Linked DNA regions of Hordeum vulgare: region 2 is linked to region 1. The links are chromatin contacts, called in public Hi-C maps. All regions are on one chromosome and are shown on one strand. Each heading gives the region's core, a stretch centred on a gene start, on an enhancer-like site or on the middle of the called end of the contact. The rest is flanking DNA. Distances are from core to core; before and after follow the strand shown. Region 1 holds the start of LOC123430620 (brassinosteroid-responsive RING protein 1-like). Region 2 has its middle 190 kb from the start of LOC123430620.

Region 1 (4,402 bases), core at 1,358-3,857:
GGCCAACGAGGTGATGTGCCATTATTCCCGGAAAATCCGGAATTATGACCTTTCAGTTGGTTTTTGGTTCCATTCAGCGCACGGACCAGGATTAATGACCCACTCACTGTGTTGTCCCTCGGCCAAAGCTAGTTATAGAAGTAGAGTACTAGTACTACTCCTCGGTGGCTTAACGAAAGCCAAGCCTAATCGTGTTGCCTTGTGTCACTTGCAAGCAAAACTAGCACACATCTGTCGCGCCATAAATGTGAAGTTAGGTTGCTGATGATGTTACCAACCGGAACACTCGTAATGTACAGCAGAGAAGAGCTGAAACCGCGGACCTAAGCAAAAGAACAGTAGCAGCAGTACCACAGTTACAGTACTACTGTACATGTTACATAAGCCGTATGCCAAAAGCTCTGAAACAAGGCAATAATGCTGACCTAATAATTAATCAAGGCGGTGCCGTCTGTACTGCTGCAAATGCTGTTGATGCCGATCCAGTCCTCGTCCATCTTTCGGTGCTCCCGAACGAACGAATGAGCGTGCGTGCGTGCGTGCGTGCGTGCGGTACGGGGCGCCTATGATCGATGGCCCCGGCCGTGCGTTACAGGTAGAGCCTATCTGCGCCACACCTGTCCAAAAGCTTTCCGAGCGACACCGAGCGCAATTTTTCTACCCGCCTGTCTGCAGATTGCGTACGCTCACGCACACTAGAATAAGAGGTGCGGTTTACCTGGACGCCTGGTCGCTGTACTACGTTGGTAGGCTGGCAGGCAGCTTGCTTCTACGTCTGAAATTTTGCTTTCCTTCGTCCCCTTGGCCTTTGCCTTAACGCAGATCCGAGCTCTCGTCGTCATCGGCTGCTGTCCCCCGCGTTGAAAATTTCCAGCTCTCGCGCTCGTGCACGTACGCTACGCACGCTCCCCGTCCGTCAGCCAGGTCAAGATGGCGTGCGATGCGTCGGTTCCCCTACTCTGTCCCTGTCCAGCTGCCAAAGAGTATAGACTAGTCATGCTCCTACTCCAACCGGAGGAATGTGATGAACCATTTCCTTCCGTTGAGAATGGAGGCCCCACGCGTGCGTTGGATTGAATTCTCGCCTCTCGGCCGTCTGGTTTTTCAAGCAGTCAACCAGTTGATTTAACTTTTAAGAGAAAATACAGTGCCGCTGCTTCCTCCTGTCTTTCTTACTTCGCATACAGCAATATTTTTACATTTTTTTTTCATATAGATATAGTCGACTTCGGACATATCTTCATGTGCCAGAGTAAAAATACATTGAGGCTACCAATTTACCGTTCCAGAACATTCCTCCACTGCCCTAGTGCATGGGTTTCAGTGTGAGCAGTTGTAGCAATAACAACGGTACTATAGTAGGAGTAGATCCAATCAAGGAAAGACTGCGGCTCTACTGTCGGAGCCAATATTTCCTGCCACTTGCCAGGATGCATATGGTTTCAGAACACGACCCAATTGCGCCAGGGTTGTTTCTCCTCAGATGATGTAAAATCCTACTGCTCCATACACGGGACGTTGATGAAGCCTTTCTAAATCCATACACTACTACTGCTGTAGTAATAAACAGCTGAACGAGCTGATGAGCAACACGGGAAAGAAAGAGAAGAAACAGAGGGCCCAATTTTTGCACCCGAAACGCCTAGATAATAACTGAACAAATTTAATTGGCAGAAAGATCCACAGCTCCGCAAAGTTGGAAGATGGAATCTAGCTATGCATAACAGGAATCTAATCTCCTAGCCCCTTTTGGGGGCAGTTACTTTACTCATTTCCCCTATTTACACGGTTGGGGCCAGGCAGCTCGCCGGCGTCCGGACGCGGAGACCAATTCAGTCTTGTAAAATTGCGCATTCTGGGCGGCGGCGGCAGATTGCCTGGACCGAATCGGGGGGGCTCACTCACTGGTAGCCGCCGAGGCCGGTGAGCAGCAGCTCGTGCGGCCGCAGCAGCGTCGGGGTGGTGGGCACCGAGGCGCCCAGGTAGAAGAAGTCGAAGTCGGAGGCGTCGGGCACGCCGGCGGCGGAGGCCCAGAGCGCGCCGGCCATGTCGTCGGGGATGAGCGGGGCGCGGCAGAGCGGGCAGGTGCGCTGGTCGTGCTCCATCCAGCGGTCCAGGCAGCCCCGGTGGAAGGCGTGGCGGCAGTTGGTGAGCCTGCGCACCTCGTCGCCGCCGCCGATGCCGCTGAGGCAGACGGCGCAGTCCCCGTCGACGCACGCGGCGGCGTCCAGCTCGTCGAACCGCACCACGGGCAGCACCTCCTCGATGACCATCGCCGTGACGGGGCGGAACTCGGGCCGGCGGTGGTGCTGCTGCAGCAGCAGCGCGTCCGCGGCGGCGTGGTCGGCGAGCCGCGCGTGGTCCTGCGCCAGGTGCTCGTCCCCGAGATCCAGCAGGTCGCCGAGGCCGACGGCGTCGAAGGCCCAGAGGAGGAAGCGGCGGAGGTAGCCGAGCAGGAGGAGGAGGTGGAGCAGCTGCTTGGGGAGCAGCAGCTCCGAGTAGCCGACCGGGAAGCCCATGCTTGTCGTCTGCCGAGGAGAAACGTCCGCGCGCGCCGCCTGCTGACGGATGTGGCCTGGTCTCGGCAGGGAGGGTGAGGGGCAAGTGTGAGGGGACGATGGTGGTGGTGGTGGTGGTGGCAGGCGTGGTGGGGAGGCCGAGACGAGGCGAGGACGGCTTATATAAAAGCCAAGGAGCGGGGCGGGGTGACGCGGAAAGAGCCGGGGCCGGGGTGGGGCGTGCGTCCGGTCGGGGTTGGGCGTGGTGCGTCGTGCGCGCGACCCTGACCCGATGACCGACTCCCAGTCCCGGCCAGCACCCTCGCGGGTCGGTGTGGCTCACTGACCGACTGGCAAACCCCGCCGCCGGGCCGGGTGTCACCGCGCGCGTGGTCCGCTCGCCTGCTGACCCCCACAAACTTGGTGTGCCCTCAACGGTCGGTGCACTGCACGTTGGCAACGGAAACGGGCGGGTGTACGGGTGCGTGCACTGCACCCTTCTTCCTGACCCCGGTGCATGTACCCGTACCGTAGATACACACGTTCATCCTTGGTGCCCTCCGTCTAATTGCACGGTGTGCGTAGTAGAAATCATGTGTATTTCAAAATTAATAGTACATGTATACATGCAATGTCTGTTGATAGTAGGCAATATACTCTCTCTCCGTTCCTAAATATAAGGGTTCTATCGTTTGGACACTGAATACACGTGTAAAATGATACACACCTCGTTTTTCTTCCAGGCAACAGTTACACTGTGGCCGGTATTATACAAGTGTAACTAAATCCGGAGGTATAATCTTACACGCATTCCAAGCACGCCCTAAGCCTCTTTAGAAGTTTCAGTAAGAAACTATATACGGATAAATATAGACATATTTTAGAGTATAAGTTCATTTATTTTTACTTCATATGTAGACCCTAATAAAATCTTTTAAAAGACTTATATTTAAGAACGGATGGAGTATATATTAGGGGTATGATACTATTTGTGCTTTAATTATGTGATTAAAACTGGTGCTTATATTTGGGTATGATATTAATTATCTGCTAAACATTACTAGTAATACGCACATGCAACCCACGTTGATATTGGTCAGTACTTCATTTGTTTCTAAATATATATTTTTTAGAGATTTTAATAGAAGGCTATATATGAATGCATATAGACATATTTTTGAGTGTAGATTCACTCATTTTGTTTTGTATATAGTCAATTAATGAAATCTCTAGAAAGACTTATATTTACGAACAGAGAGAGTATATTAGTTACAAACACACCTTTGGTTGGATACTATTTGTGCTTTAGTTATATGATTAACGCCTGCATTTATATTTGAGCTAATTACATCCAGGATACAATACCTTGCTCAAAATTAACAAATTCATACATAAATTTCAAAACCCCATAAAACTCATACACGAACTTGTTTGTTGTAAGAGTTGACTACAAAACAACCTGAATCGGCGCATGTGGCATGCCAAGTCGGAATGTGACACGTCCACACTCTGTTCGTTTTACAAATAAAAACATGAAAGGTGGATTGTTAGCGCGTATGAAAATATTTCAAGAGGATCTCCATATTATCGCGGACTCATCAAACTGCCCCGCCAACCCTCCCATAACCCTTGCCTTTCCGTCCCCCTCGGTCTCTCCTCGAGCTCTCCGGGTTGATCGACAGTGCATCGGTTTGAAACCGTCGGAGGCGAGGGAAGTGGTATGTGGCCGGTCATACGGATCGTGGCCGAGTTCCCGCCGACGTATGGTATGTGTCGATTCCCTCTTTCCCCGCCGCTTGCGACGAAGTTTCTTTCCCCTGTTTCACTAGGTTTTGATGGTAACGACGATCATCCGTTTTGGCGCACGGGTTCAATGATTCGGGTCGTTTTTAAGGGAGGGATTG
Region 2 (4,402 bases), core at 1,154-3,653, 190 kb before region 1:
AACTACACATGCACAAAGTGACTGCAACTAGGGTCGAATGGGGGGAGGGGGATTGCATGTTCACTAGTAAACGTGCAACCAAAAATGTTGTAACCCGACTACAATTGCACTCGGTACAACATTGTAACTTGCTGCACGAAATGGTTGTCGGGTGACTTGCATGTCGACCATGACACATGCAATTGCAAGTGTTATAAACAACATGAACATTTTTTAGATACGTGATGACCTTTATTAAAATGCGGTGAATATTTTTGAATAAGTTATGAACGTATTTTCAAATATGTCGTGACAATTTTGAATACACTGTGAATATTTTCTAAAAAAGTGATGAAACATCTTTTGAATAATAGCATACAAATACTTAATCAGTTGGGCTCGCGATGCTCACTTATTTTTATCTTTTTTTTTTGTTTTTTCTACTTTTTTTTATTATTTTTGGTTCTTCTTCATTTATCTTTTTTTTTTTTTTTTTTTGCACGATGCACACATGCACAAACTGCAACCATTAGAACAACGCGTAACTGATGCCGGCCTGTTTTTTTATTTTCGTGTTATTTTTTGTTATATGTTTTACATATTCTTTTCGTATGTGCGTGAGTTACATGAGTCAAACCTGTACGAACCTGATTACATAGGTCGCAACACACACATAATTGCGTACAATAAAGAGCATGTGCAACTAGGTTTTTGTTTACGTCAATTCGCTTAAAAAGGTTTTCTTTTAAGTCATATTTATTTTATTCTGTTTTAGTATAATTTTAAAAATAGGAAATGATAACGAGAAGGAACTAACCAAAGGAAAAAATATTTTGAAAATTGTAATCGCATGAAAAGTTTACAAGACTACATTTTTATCCATCGGGGCAAAACAAAGCATGTATACAAACCCAATCGAGCTACATGTATACAGCAATTAATCGATAAAATAAAACCTTTTAAGCTGGACGTGAGCTCAAGTTTGGATAAAAAGGAACAAAAAACAGAACTAGTGAAAATTCTAAGGAAAAATATTCACTTCTTATATAGATGAAAAATTATTCATTTGTATTGTTGTAGTGGCCGTAGCGGCACACCAACAACCACTTAATTGGTGCAAGCCCATAAACGTTCCAAAAGACCCGTTACTCAGGTCCCCAAGCCCATAAGCAAATTGAAAAAATAAAACCAAGAACCAGCGCATTTGCCCAGTGAACAAGAAACAACTCTGATTGGGGCCTGCCAATGAAACGGGCTGCAACAAGAAAGGGTGATGTCAGCTGATGTTACGTAAATGAGATCAAATGATATCTCATCTAGATGAGTTTACTCCCCCTCAAAAAAATTTAGATGAGTTTACTTCCTACTCCCTCTGTTCCTAAATATAAGTCTTTATAGAGATTCCATTAATGGACTACATACGGATGTATATAGACATATTTTAGAGTAGATATTTACTCATTTTGCTTTGTATGTAGACGCGTAATGAATTTTTTTAGAAGACTTACTAATAACCTGACAGTGTAGGTTACATCTTGATGTTTAACACATAAACTTACTTGGCTTCATGGATCGGACAACATAGCAAGAGGAACCGCCCGGTTTACGGAATCTTATTTGTGTGTCTGCTGGCAAACCAACATCACGAGGGCATGGAAATTGTATTCGCCTGTCATGTACCATCTGATCTCATACGATCTTGTGTTGACAGTTTCTTATGAGGGAATATTTCGGTCTTAATTGTCGTGGAAGCAAGTCCGAGCCATCATCTTGTGTTGACATGTGCTCTGCGCACCTTGCAGTCTGTCTGGTAGAGAGCGAGGGACAGACAAGATCCTCCGTCAGGCCATCATCGTTGAGATACTCGTACGACGATATTTCAAGATGCAAGCCCGCAAAAATAAATAAAACAATCAAGATGCAGCTTGCGAGATGGCGACAGATATCCATGTACACTATTTCGGATTCGCTAGCTCATGGAATGTCCAAGCGTGCCCAACCAGCCGTGTTTTTTTCTCAGCCACTACTGCTCAACGGAAAATGAGACAAGACGGACGGCGCATGACCTTCGGCCTCACAATGTCATCGAGCAGTGTCATCTGGAGTTGCATCTTTCATGGCCACTAGATCAGACGCCTAATCAAGCACGATTGGAATGAGCCTCGGCCTCACAATGTCTTTGAGCAGTTCGGCAGGTGTCGCTCGGTTCAGGCACACACTCACTGTCGCCAGTAATTTTCAGAGCACGTGTCCGTCCGCGAACGGGTGTTGCAGATAGTTTTCCACATGCGCGATTCCCCTGGACCGGGACACGTTAAGCCGAACGCTACGTGCAAATCGTTGCTCGAACGACTCTGAACTGCAATGCGATGATAACCACAGGGAAATGTTGTGCTATGCCCGACGGATCTCTCTCTTTCTCCTGGCGATACGCTACGCCGAGGACGTGGATGCCGGGCGCAGGGCGCCCACGAAGAGGCCGTGACCTGGACAGGGCCGCGAGGACAACACGTTGGTGGCACCGCGGATCCGGCGGATCGGGCAGGCGCTAAAGCTGATGCCGACGGCCGGTGGCGTCGACGCCTGCCGAGATCGACCGCAGCGGAGGGTTCGATTATTCATTCTTATCCCCTGTAGCCCGGGACGCAAATGCGCATTGGCTCGCGCTGCGTGCATTGCTTTCGCTTCACTTGTTGGGGGAGGAAGAGAGGTGCACCGTCGGGTGGTGGAGGGCGACAAACGATGGATGATGGATCGCTAGGGTCGCCAGCCTCTGACCTACCACGATTGCTTTCAGGAATTCGTTCCTTTCGTGTCATGAGCGGAAGGCCTTCCGGTCCGGAGTAACATGGGCCCCTTCCCTGTCATGTTTATTTCACAATAGCTACTTGTAATTCACCTGGAAATCAAATTTAGGTCAATCGGTTTTGGTAGGAAAGAAGAAGCAGTTGCCGACTCGTTGGAGAAGGCCTTTGGGTCATCTTAGGGTGAAAGGCGACCCAACTATCTATCATAGGTGGCGGGCTACCGCTTATCTATCTTATGGGTGTTGGGGTGGGGTGCAGGTCACCGGAAAAATTGATACATGGCCAGCGGCAGCGGCACGGTGGCGGGCGAAGGTTGAGGGGACAGCCGGACAACGACGGTGAGGTTGACGCAGGAGCGCCACCCGTCAGGGGCGACGACAACATGCGGTTGTGTGTGTGGTGGCTCGACGGTTCAGAAATCGGATGATGTAGAGTGATCCATTTTCATAGGTTGAAAAAGCCCATCTACGATCCTCCATCCAACGGCTCATAAAGACTCGCATGACCCAAATTGAATTTTCAGTCACCAAACATCTAGCCAATCCCTATTTATTTCCGCTACAACGAAGTTGAGTACTATGGGCTCTAAGGGCGTCCACAACACTAACCCTCAAACTGTTAGACCGTGCGGTCTAAACTCCAGAAGCCATTCAACGTGATCCTGTATCGATCCGCTTGATGGTCCGATGCTCTTTTTCCCCGTAACGGGAGAAAAAGTTGGAGGGGTGGATTGTCGGCTTCCGGACCGCTGCCACACCCGCGCCTGATTGTCCTGGTCCACCCAAAATCATTCACCTGCTCACGCGCGTTCATCCCTTTCGACAACTACCCGCATTCATGTTGTTGTAGAGCGGCCACTCAACAATGATGTCGACCCGGAGCGAATGCGACCTCTCACTCGCGCCGACATTGAAGCGGCATGTCGGCCGAGAGAGTCGCCCCCAGTGTTCGTGCTTGTTCAGTGCCGGAGCGACGTTTGTCGTACGGTACTGTACGGATATCTACCACACGCATTTAATGCCCACCCATGTGTGCCACAATTAAGCAGGCTCGCTGACCGAGTAGCCAACTACGACACCGTGCATTGACGCACCCGGACGCTTGGTCTCACCGGAATCCGCTATTTAAAGGCGGCCACACCCGGCTAACTCCACGCCATAACATTTCCGCTCCACACCCTCCTCCTTTGTTCCACATCCGCCATGACCGCGAGCGGGAGTAATCTATGGGATAATCTTTCATCAAAGATGAGACACGAGGTGGACGCCATTGTAGCCGCCCTGCGGTCATGCCACGCACAGTGGATCGAGCAGGGCATGCCGCCTAGCTCACCTGAGGTCACCGACAACGATCACACGATGGCGACGGGCTCGGATGACGGCACCATGCCAGACCCTGCACAGTGCATGCCGGCCTGACCATATGGAGCAGGCCCGCGCGCACTATGACGCCACCATGGCGGAGGTGGAGCAGCATGTGCCAGCTTCTATGTCAGCGTTGGGGGCGCATGAGGACCAGTGGTACCATATGTTCCTCCTCTAGCAGCACCAACTCGTGGAAGGCCACATCTACAATGAGCGTGCAAGCGAGGATGCCATGGCCGCCATTTGTCGCAG

What was found. Hi-C and Micro-C count contacts between places; a contact is called where the count stands out from the background.
Region 2: a contact with region 1 is called in a Hi-C map of leaf, with 5 times the contacts expected there. The contact joins the enhancer-like site here to the promoter of LOC123430620 in region 1. A contact is called at or near these places in 2 of 6 Hi-C or Micro-C datasets (leaf and seedling).

Annotation. Positions count from the first base shown.
Region 1 is chr2H:581,601,158-581,605,559 of MorexV3_pseudomolecules_assembly, reverse strand. It overlaps LOC123430620 (brassinosteroid-responsive RING protein 1-like), which reads right to left and starts at 2,607. Exons shown (of 1, transcript XM_045114472.1): 1 at 1,648-2,607. The coding sequence starts at 2,519. The coding sequence ends at 1,902.
Region 2 is chr2H:581,794,987-581,799,388 of MorexV3_pseudomolecules_assembly, reverse strand. No RefSeq gene overlaps it. Among protein-coding and RNA genes, the nearest start is that of LOC123430620, 190 kb to the right of the region's middle. Within about 2 kb of position 2,403, at least 1 of the 3 cell types and tissues checked has open chromatin away from gene starts, as enhancers often do. A contact at or near this core is called in leaf, where this site is marked.